3 separate regions of the Zea mays genome follow, and regions 2 and 3 are each linked to region 1. The links are chromatin contacts, called in public Hi-C maps. All regions are on one chromosome and are shown on one strand. The core of a region is the stretch at or near the end of the contact, and the rest is flanking DNA. Distances in the headings are between cores, read along the strand shown.

What was found. Hi-C and Micro-C count contacts between places; a contact is called where the count stands out from the background.
Region 2: a Hi-C map of leaf shows a contact between it and region 1, with 3 times the contacts expected there. The contact joins the enhancer-like site here to the promoter of LOC100384270 in region 1. A contact is called at or near these places in 9 of 25 Hi-C or Micro-C datasets (bundle sheath, ear, endosperm and 3 more).
Region 3: a Hi-C map of leaf shows a contact between it and region 1, with 4 times the contacts expected there. The contact joins the enhancer-like site here to the promoter of LOC100384270 in region 1. A contact is called at or near these places in 7 of 25 Hi-C or Micro-C datasets (ear, endosperm, leaf and 2 more).

The regions. Positions count from the first base shown.
Region 1 is chr4:213,189,487-213,193,120 of Zm-B73-REFERENCE-NAM-5.0, reverse strand. LOC100384270 reads right to left here and starts at 2,010. Exons shown (of 3, transcript NM_001176835.1): 1 at 1,475-2,010; 2 at 1,245-1,374; 3 at 365-1,164. The coding sequence starts at 1,930. The coding sequence ends at 818.
Region 2 is chr4:213,275,834-213,279,180 of Zm-B73-REFERENCE-NAM-5.0, reverse strand. No RefSeq gene overlaps it. Among protein-coding and RNA genes, the nearest start is that of LOC100384270, 86 kb to the right of the region's middle. Within about 2 kb of position 1,585, at least 11 of the 20 cell types and tissues checked have an H3K27ac peak or open chromatin away from gene starts, as enhancers often do. A contact at or near this core is called in bundle sheath, leaf and seedling, where this site is marked.
Region 3 is chr4:213,106,982-213,110,496 of Zm-B73-REFERENCE-NAM-5.0, reverse strand. No RefSeq gene overlaps it. Among protein-coding and RNA genes, the nearest start is that of LOC111591410, 52 kb to the right of the region's middle. Within about 2 kb of position 1,381, at least 18 of the 20 cell types and tissues checked have an H3K27ac peak or open chromatin away from gene starts, as enhancers often do. A contact at or near this core is called in ear, endosperm, leaf and 1 more, where this site is marked.

The DNA of each region.
Region 1 (3,634 bases), core at 761-3,260:
GCCAAAAACCGGCACCCAGCTTTTCTGTTTCTGTGAGCAGCGCGCGTCCAAGTGGGTCATGTGTGGCTGCAGACATCCAGTAACCTGGCTTGTCCATAGCCACCAGCGAAGCACCGTCCAAGTGGTCACTGCGCTTTGCTTTTCATCAGCATCTCAGGCAGGAAGAAGGCAGGCCATTATCAGCCATGCATGCACATGACTACTGATGCGGGGGGTTTTTTTTTGCCGCAAGAAGAGAACATCTGCTCTAGCTATAGGTGATGGAAGAAGATCATCGATGATCAAACTACTCTAAAGCATGATTTGTTGAGGAGGCATGGGCATAGCATGATCACTTTGTCCTCCGAATTGAAACGACAAGACGAGAGCACAACTCATAACCCATGATGCGTGTTTCAGAGACTTGTTAAAGCCTAAGCATGTGTGTCTTTTACGTACTACTACTACTACTAGCTGTAGTTAACTACTATCCCTGCTCAGCTCTGCCCCCCTCCCTCACCCTCAGTCTCGATCGTAATAACGCTCCCATTTTAATGATGTCACTGATCGCTCTTACTACACTATTGGCCTCTGTAGCAGGGCGCCGCCGCCTGTAAAAAATTCAGAGCCCATTGGTGGGAGTGGGAGTGGGAGTGCGAGGAGGAGGAGGAGGAGCTGCCGTCGCCGCAGACGCACTCGACGCCCGGCCGGTACCCGAGGCTGTTGAGGCACAGGCACACCGCCGCGGCATTGGTGCCGCCCGCCGCCGTTTCCTGCTCCTGCTTCATCACCAGTGGCTGCTTGATGATGCCGGTTTCCTCCGGCGGCTGGTAGGCCGCTAGGCTGATGGACAGGTTGAGGTCGATGTCGAGGTGGCGCCGCGGCGGCGTGGCGGACCGCGGCTCGTCGTCGCTGCTACGGCTGTAGGCCTCGTCCGGCGAGTTCGAGATGACGACGACCTCCAAGTGGTCCTGGTGCGGATGGCCTGCTGGACCGCCGCCGGCCGCTCGCTTCTGCGGCTCCTGCAGCTGGTAATGCTGCTGCCCCGCGGTCGCGCTGGCGAGCGGGCGGTGCGTCTGCGGGTCCATGCCGCGGGCGAGGAGCTTGCGCTTGATGTGCGTGTTCCAGTAGTTCTTGATCTCGTTGTCCGTCCTGCCCGGCAGCCTCCCGGCGATGAGCGACCACCTGCATACACATACGCGATCAGGAACGGTTCTTCTTTTTTTAATTTCATCTCTATGGACATGCATGGCATGGCAGCCTACTTGTTGCCGAAGAGCTCGTGGAACTTGATGATGAGGTCATCCTCCTCCTCGGTGAAGTTGCCGCGCTTGAGGTCCGGGCGCAGGTAGTTGATCCACCGCAGCCGGCAGCTCTTCCCGCAGCGCAGCAGACCTGCACAGCCGTCCATCCGCCCCGCACATCTATCAAACTCACCCCATCTTGGAAACATACAAGCATGGCATGCATATATCTTGATCCGCATCCTACGCACCTGCGGCTTTTGGTAGCGATCTCCAGCAGCCCTCGCCGTGGGCCTTGATGTAGGCGACGAGGCGCTGGTCCTCCTCCTTGGTCCACGCGCCCTTGTTGGTGTGCGCCTGCTCGCAGCACGGGGACCTCCCCATGCCGGCCGCCCGCCAGGCAGAGATCGACGACAGCCACGCCGCGCACAGACAGAGAGGCCTCGCTGCTGCCGGAGTGGGTGGGAGTACGTAGTCGATCGGAGGATGCTGGACTGGTGGCGGCGATCGATGGCGTGGTTTTGCTGCGAGCCTTTCGCGAATGGAGAACAGAACAAAGGCAAGGAGCCGGGGAGGAGCGGGGGAGGAGTGGTTGGTTTTATACGAAAGAGGGGTCGAGGTGGAGAGCGTGGAGGAGCGAGGGCCGAGGGTGCCCGCCCCATTGACCCGGATCCCTGTGAGTGAGCCATGGCCCCGTGCCCATGCATTTGACCGAGTTGGTGTGGTGGTGTGATGGGGTGGGAGGTGGACCACCCGGTCGAGTGGTTGGTTGGCTGCGAAGCAGAGCCGCAGCGAGGGGAGAGGAGGGGAGGGGCGCTGCCTGTATTTGGTAGGTGTAGGTAGGTAGGTAGGTAGGTGCGCTTCACTTGAGTGCCCGTTGTCCTATTTCCGTTGGGATTTTGCTAAATTCAGGTATATGGATTTTAGTTTTTTTCAGATAATAGTTATTATATATTTTTAATACTAAAATTACATATACGATTTATTGTATTTTATATAGATATAGTCTGTAATTTGTAGTTTCGAGAATAAAGAATTTATAAGACAACATTATAAACCTAACAAATCTAATTACGTGTTGGCACGATAATAATAAAAAAAATATTTGTATAGTTAAGCAAAGACAAAAAAAAATGATTTGTTATAATACAAAGACAAATCATAAAAGCAACATTTCATACTAATTAGGTTATACATGCGTGTTGACTCAAATTATCTAAAATTCAGACACTTTTATGCAGTTTTTTCTTTGTGTTTTTTTATTAATTTTTTTCCATTTGATGGTCACCATCCTTCCTCCCATGCTGCTTTTATTCCAGTTTGTTCTGGGGAAGGGAGCTTGCTAGCTGTACGCTGGGACTGTACCCAGCTGCAGCTACAGGCTAGGCTGGTAGACGCGGACGGCATGCTTAATAATTGATCGTATAGTAGTGGTGTATAATTTTAGCTAGTCCTAATCAGATATTAATGCTGCAAATAATGATCACATATTTTGAGATGAAACCTACCACGGCCTCTTCTGTTATTTTTGGTTTTCCCAACCTTTATCTCTACTAATATAAATCACTAATTTTAATAGTCGTCCGGCGTCTCGTATAAGATGTTTCCTTCATCCATCTCGTCTACAAACTAGAGATAAGGTAAAACTTATATGCCGGCTAAGAGTACATGACTATATATTATATATATATATATATATATAATTTGTTTTTATGTAATTGTTGTGTCTTAAAACTTTATCGAATATTTAGTCTCTGTTTGGTTTGAGTGACTAAAGATTAGTTCTTTTATTTTATTCTCATTTAGTCTTTAAGGCCTGTTTGGTTGGCTTCTCCCTGTAGCCTTGTTGCATGAGCCAGGCCGCGCGGGAGCCTGGTTTCAAAGATGCGACCAATTTGCTCGCGCCTGCAGACCCTGACCCAGGGTGCTTTGAGTATCGTACAAGCCTCGCTCTACATCTGCATGCATGTAACCAAACACACACCTCGCACGCGTAGATCCTCGTTGACAACAAACAAACACTAGCTCATTATATCCCGCGATGCAGGCACCAGCAAATACAGGCAACCAAACTCACGATAAATATCAAACGGTGGGACTAAAATAAGAACTAAACTAGTTTAGTCTCTAGTCCATCAAAGGGTGACTAAATGAGACTAAACCATATTAATTTCACTTTTTGCCCCTTAATTATTTTAGTTCCACTAATTGAGAGAGAATGGGTGGTATTTTGGTCTTCTTATTATTTATTTAATGTGCTCTAAATACTTTTAGCTGCTACAACCAAATAGGATAATGACTAAATTTTAGTCCCCTAATTAAACTTTAGTCCTTGGACTAAAGAAACCAAACATGCCCTAATACATGTGTGATATATTCTTATTGTAATGTTGTTGTAACTGTGCTCTGAA
Region 2 (3,347 bases), core at 336-2,835, 86 kb before region 1:
ATGCACCTATCTGCTCCGCGCCCAGCCATGTGTGCTGCACGTCGATCGGAAAAAGGTTGAGGAGCAACTTGGCATGCAGTCAAACCAACAAGCTGCGCATTTTGCCTTGTCGATTGGGGGGAATCTCACCAGTGGTTCTGGTGCTCCATGATGGAGTGTGCTGTGCCTATTGCCAGGTCTTTAGAGCGCGCGGCGGCGATGAATAAAACTGCATTTTGACTTTAGAAGTGAAAACAACATGCTCCACACATGTGCTCTACTGCCTTGTGCTTTACATGTTCTGTTGCTTGGGGTACTAGAAAGAAGCTACCTTTTGTTGCGAGACTGCTAGCTCAAAAGTCAAACAGTTGCAGAAAAAGTAACGTTAGATGTTACACTCTGCTAGTGCCAATACATCATGGCTTACACTATTCTGTTAAACACAAATGGAGGTCACTCTGTGACGACAGGTCTTCATCGCAGGGGTGGGGAGGCACTAAAAATGAGAGGCAAGCGTAAAGGTAAGATCAGCCGCAATGGGTTGGCGGGGTTCCTGTCTCAGTGCAGACAAGAATATGTGTGGTGGATAGATTACAGTTGGTTTTGCAATAAGTATTCTGACGATCGACTAGATGTGCACTTTTTATCACTCAACTGTTTTCAGCAGAATCATTAAGCTCACGCACTTCCTTTCGTTTCCTTTTTTTTTGCAAAGGTAAGGGCACCCTGATGTATTCTTGATGTGATTTGGAGGTAGCGCTTGCAAAAGTGTTTATGATGTCTTAATATTCACATTTTTTTTGTTCGGCCTTCCAGAGTACTGTAACCTGTGGTTGCTTCTTTCAGAACATACATCAGAGTTCACCGAATGGTCCTGAACAGCTTGAATGAATAATGATTAACTAGCCTATTACACGTGCTTTGCTACCGTTGTTATATATCATATAAATAGATATTCAAATATTTATTTAAAAATAATTATTGTTTATTTCTAAACATTAAGATATATGTGTGATTTGGTGATTAGGCCTAAATTTCTGGAGCAGTGGTTAAGCTCTCAAGTAGATTGAGCATGTGAGGATTGGACTGTTTGTGAGGATTGGACTGTTATATATCCACCAAAGTTAGTAATCGATAGCGTGTTGGTTGATTGTTTTTTTGTTGCCTCGGCTAATTAAACTACGAAATGGCCCCGGTGGACAGTAGCAGCAGCTGCTCCTTTTTCCTGAAAAAAAAGAAAGAAATTAGGTTACCCGCAATATCAGCTGCCATTTTTTTTCTCATCAATCGCTGCTCTGCTAGTAGATCGCTGATAGAGATAGCTTGCAAAACATATACATATGCTGCAGCCACTCTTGGGATGTCATAGTGATTTTGGGGAGTGGTGGGATGTTGGGGTCACCTCACTTGAGCTTCTAGAAGGTGAGACCCAGCAACAACGGAGAGCGCCTTTTCCCAAATTAATACCATACCAAAGAAAAAAAAACTTCGCTGAGCCATTGGAAAACGATGCTTGAAAAGGATGGTTGAGGTCGCAGATGGAGATGGAAGGCAATTGGCGACTGAGGAGGGTGCACGCAGAAGCACAGGCCGCCAGGGGAGGGGATTCGGGTGCTGTCGCTGCTGCTGCTGTCTTTTGTGGGTGATGTGATGTCATGTAGCCTACCAACTACTACCAACTACCACCGCCCCCAAGTTTCTTCCCCTTGCCTTGGTTGAAAACCAAACCTTATTCGATTCCCGACCTCTCTCCGTCCATCCATTGCTTTTGGTATTCTGCGTACGTACCGGCAGGAAGATTCGGAATTCTTTTCTTCAATTCTTCTTCTTCGTGCTCATTTTGAGTGGTCGACAAGACAGATCGATGCAAATTCAGAGGGGACGGCCATAAACGGGTAACCGCGATTTTGTAAGAAATTTAGACATTTTTTGTTTTAATATTTAATTCAGAAAAAGAGTGTGATATATATATATATATAACTACTAAGCAGTAAATAAAAATAAAACATGCACAAATAAGAAAGAACAGAATGTAATCTGCGGAGGGACCGATGTTCAAGGCGTCAATGGCTCTATTCACACGAGACATCCCGTGTGTATGTTCGATGTAGCCATACAAAGTCAATGCAGGAAGATGTACGCCGTGCAGTCCCTTGAACGGTCGCCGGAAGAAGAACAACAACATGTGTAGCCCGAGGAAGGCGACGAGGAACAGGATGTAGACAAAGCAACACCGAGTCGAACGCATCACACGAGCAGTCACGAATACGCTCTCCAAAAATCTGATCGCCCGCACACTCGTGCAAGTGTATCTCTGCGGACGACGATTTCGGATGTTTGCTCTTCCACTCTCTCTGTGCTCGCAGAAGATGGGACGGGAATGTGATGTTTACAATGTGTGTGAGAGGTATCGCGCGTACATGGAAGAGTCTTCACTCTCCATTCTTATAGCAACATGTGTCAGAAGGAGGGAGAAGGGCAACAGATAGAAACGGTCGCACATTAGAACTAGAAACCAACGACAATAACTAATGTCCGTTATCACAGTAACTGACGTCCGTTACCAGCCAAAAGATAGGAAACAGACGGTCATCACACCAGGCAAAATGTACAACCATTTGAAAGGAATATTCGGACGACGGTCTATCATGGCCATGAGGCCCAGCCCGGACGATGGCGGCGCGCGCGCGTGCGACAGTCCTTCATCCTTTTCTCGACTTCCCAATAGATGCACCAACGGTCCATCTATTTAAGTTGATTGATTTGTTCCTTGAACTTCTAATACGGTGCTAATTTATTAGTACACCTTAGAAATTAAAGCGGGTCACTAGCATTGACTATTATTGAATATTAATTGGGCCAAGCTCACATTTATCCAACAATCCCCACCAAATGCTAAGTCACACGAAAATACTCTCATCATCTCAAACAATTGATATACTGATGTTTCGATAAAGACTGTTAAGTTGAACGTCCACCTAGAGCTTAGACTATAACCACAACTACACAATGGACTAGGCCTTGAACTGACAGTTTTTCGTAGAATGAGTTTCATCTAAACTCTTTGCCAGTACTAGATTGCCGAATGTATCCCCTGTGGTTGGAGCATATAAGTAAAACTCCATGGCCTTTCATGGTTATCTAGAGACCACCCAGATCTCAAACTGTGACTAGCAGTTAACCCATATAGGTATGTTCCTCCAAATATGTTCTGTAGGACAACATATTTACTTCCCAAAGCCATTTGGAACATATTAAGGTGTAAACACCAACCTACCTTACAGTAAGGAAAGATATGCATCTAAAATGAGCCTTATTAAGGGTCTTTTCTCTCAGTCTACCCCTAGCTTGTTTCACCATTCTAATTC
Region 3 (3,515 bases), core at 132-2,631, 82 kb after region 1:
CAATATTATGTGACTCAGATTAAAAGTTTGTACGGTTATACAGAGTGATTAATTTGCACTAGATATGTTTCCATCTTATTCCCCCCAAAGTTGACAAAGTCAACCGTTAATAGTCGAGTTATTTCACTAACGGGGTGTTTGGATCCTTTCATTTTAAAGGAATTGGAATTCACTCAATAAAGTAACTTATTTAGTTTGGAATTTGGCATTCCACCACTTTCCAAAGTCCAGATATAAGGCTATCTCAAATTCATAGAGTGGAGGATAGGAAATGATTTTATGCATGATTAGAATTTGTTTCTAATATGTAACTTACATGACACTCTTCGTTCTACTCCTTTATAATAAAAATGTAGGAAATAAATATCTAAGACATCTTGCTAATAATAGTATACAAATATATTTTGTATAAAAGTGAATTAGCTTAATTGGTATATGACTAAATTACTATTATTAGAATGGAATTCAATTCCAGTGATCCAAACGAGGCGTAAATTTAAAAGACATACACTGGTCGATTGCAGGCTATCTCCGGACAGATCCCCTCTTATATTCTATCCACTATTTTAAATTTCTCACTATAAATAGTATAAAAAAGTGTAGTCTACAATTTTGTATCCTCTATTTTACACACCCTACCAGAGTCGTGTGTCGCTCTCACCATAGTAGCAGAGGGGTTGATAAAGAGATTGGGTCAAATTTTAAGGAGGATCCGTGATGGCAGGCAGAGCGACCGGTGGGGTGGGTCAGGGCGGGAGACAAGATAGGTAACGGCGACTGGGATCTTGGCGTGCTGGCGGAACGAAGAAGACCGAGAGACAGCAGACATGGCAAGTAGGTTGGCATTGATTGGCTCAATAATAACTTTCTGGTGCTAGCTGCTGTGCTGGTGGTTATCGGCCGATCGAGGCCCTGACCGCCTGAGCTGCGCTCCATCATCCGGTGGCTCCGTGCTGGAAACGGACGCAGACGACGAGAGTGGCCGGGTCCGGGGGGCTGGGGCTGGGGCTGGGCCTGCGGCGACATCCGCCGGCACCGGCAGGCCATGCCGGCCGTCACCCACCACTGGTGCATGCATATTGCATGAGCGCGGCGGTGGTTGTCGTCTGGCTGCGACCGGCCGTCCTCGCTCTCGGCTAGGAGCTGCGGGCAGCGGGCGGCTGGCCCGATCGTGCTATACCTGCTGTTGCTGCTGCAGCACTGCACCACACACCGCTCACCGCTGCAGCAGGCAGCGCACATTGATGGGAGTGACCAGCTAGGCCCATTGTGGATCGATCTGGCGTGCAGGTCTTGCTCCGGACCGACCGGAGTAATGGCGCCACGCCGTCCCGCCACCGTGGCCGCGCGGGCCCGGTTCTCGTGGACTACCACGAACACGACATAAAACGGCTAGATTGTCAGTCAACTAACCAGTGACACGATAAATGCAATGACGTACGGTTTGGTACGTAGTGTGTTGAATGACGACTGCCCGTTCGGTCTACTGGCTTCTAGCGTACGTGGCCGGCCCGGTCGTTTGGGTGGCAGGACCGCATGCAGGAGAGCCATGGACCTGGTCCACGCAGAGGCAGCTAGCGGCATTGTTATTTTCCAGTAGGCCGTAGCAGTAGGCTTGGAGGAAGGGAAGGGTAGGATAGCCGACCAAAACAAGGCCACTACTAGTACACACGTAGGCACCTGCAGGCTGCATCCTCCGCTGTCCACTGCTGCCTGCCTGCCTGCTGGCTGCTGCTAGTCGCACTCGGACAGACTGCTGCGCTGTCGTTACTTCTATCAGGTATTTTTTTCACAGAGGGGCCATAACCAATATATAATAAATTATACTCCCTCGGCACTAAAATATAATTGGTTTTACTAAGCACAATCCATTAGAGCAACGAAAGCCATTTTCGGCAGCCAGAAACCACCAAAAATAAACCTTATGCCACCAAAAATAAGGTATTTTCGACGACATAAATATTATTTTCGACAGTTTCTGGCCACCAAAAACGCTAAAAAGCTCGTCTTTGCGAAGAAAGCTGAAAATGTGGTCATTAAGTAACATATACATGTAGTTTCCATATATATATAATCATTTGATGAATGTGGATAGAAAAAAGTGAGGGTAAAAAACTATATTTTGGAACGAAACGATTATATAGTATATGCATGATTTAAGTTTAAATTATAGACCACATGTTTTTATTAAAAGGAATAAGTCTATGTAATCCCTTGGCATTTAAATGGTGGTCTACTTCTCACCTCACCTTTAAAATTAGTTGTTTACCTCTCTCAACTTCAGAATACAGACAAACAACCCCTTAGATAGTTTTAGTTGACGGTTTTGATGACGTGGTACTGATTTATGCAACATCAGTTTTATCTTTTTTAATTCTGTCTTCTACTAGTGTCCAAATTTTATGTAATTTTACACAAAACTGGTGCTCCAAAAATTACATAGAAACAGAGTAAATATAATATATAATTATCGATTTTTGTGTAATTATGCAACTTTGTAGTTGACAAACTTTTCATTTGAATCCATTTATTGTCTCAAACAATCAATTTACACTTGGTATGTTATAATATGTGTAGAAGAAAAAACGTAATATAAACATGATTGAGGTAGGGGGTGTAGTGGTAGAAGAGTTTGTTCGCAAAAGAGAGGTCATAGGTTTGAATCGTATATGACACGATTTGCAAAAAAAAACTGCTACAAAAAATAGTGAGAAAATGTGAATGGGTAGGCATTGGTTGGCGTTGGCTAGTGGGGTGGTTTCCCTTATTAAAAAAATATTTTGCTATTTTTGCATACCTTTTCAATTTACTTTTTGTCCAAAAAGAAGCACTCCGCAAAGAATCCTTTGCTGATAAAATGTTTACCGAGTGTAACACTCGGCATGGCTTTGCTGAGTGCAAAAAGTCCTTTGCCGGGTGTCCCAGACACTCGGCAAAAAAGCGAGTCTGGTAGTGATTGGTTCACCCATTCTGTTTGCCCATCAGCCTGCGGGTGATAGGATAAGCTCATTTGAAACTGTACATCAGCAAAACAAATGAGCTCTTGCCACAGCTGATGGCTAAAACATTATCCCGATCAGACACAATTGACTGAGGCAACTGATGACACTTGTAAATCTGATCGTGAAAGAGGCGAGCCACTGACAGTGCTATGAAGGATGTTTTATAGGCAAGAAATTGGCATATTTTGTAAAGGAATCAACCACCAGGATACAAGTATAAGACTGAGAAGGTGGCAAGGACTCAATAAAATCCATGCTGATCAACTGCCATAAACCCGTAGGGACCAGAAGGGACTGCAATAGATCAGGAAAACATGCACGGTCAACTTTTGCCTGGTTACAAATCACACATTGGCTAATAAATTCATGTACCACACACTTCATGCCTTTCCAAGCAACCAACTGTTTGAGTATAGCTTTAAGTTATAGGCACCGCCAATGTCCTTCCATAGCCGAATCATGGAACGCGAATTAATTTGGTTTGTAACAAAGTATCCATACCAACCTAGATAC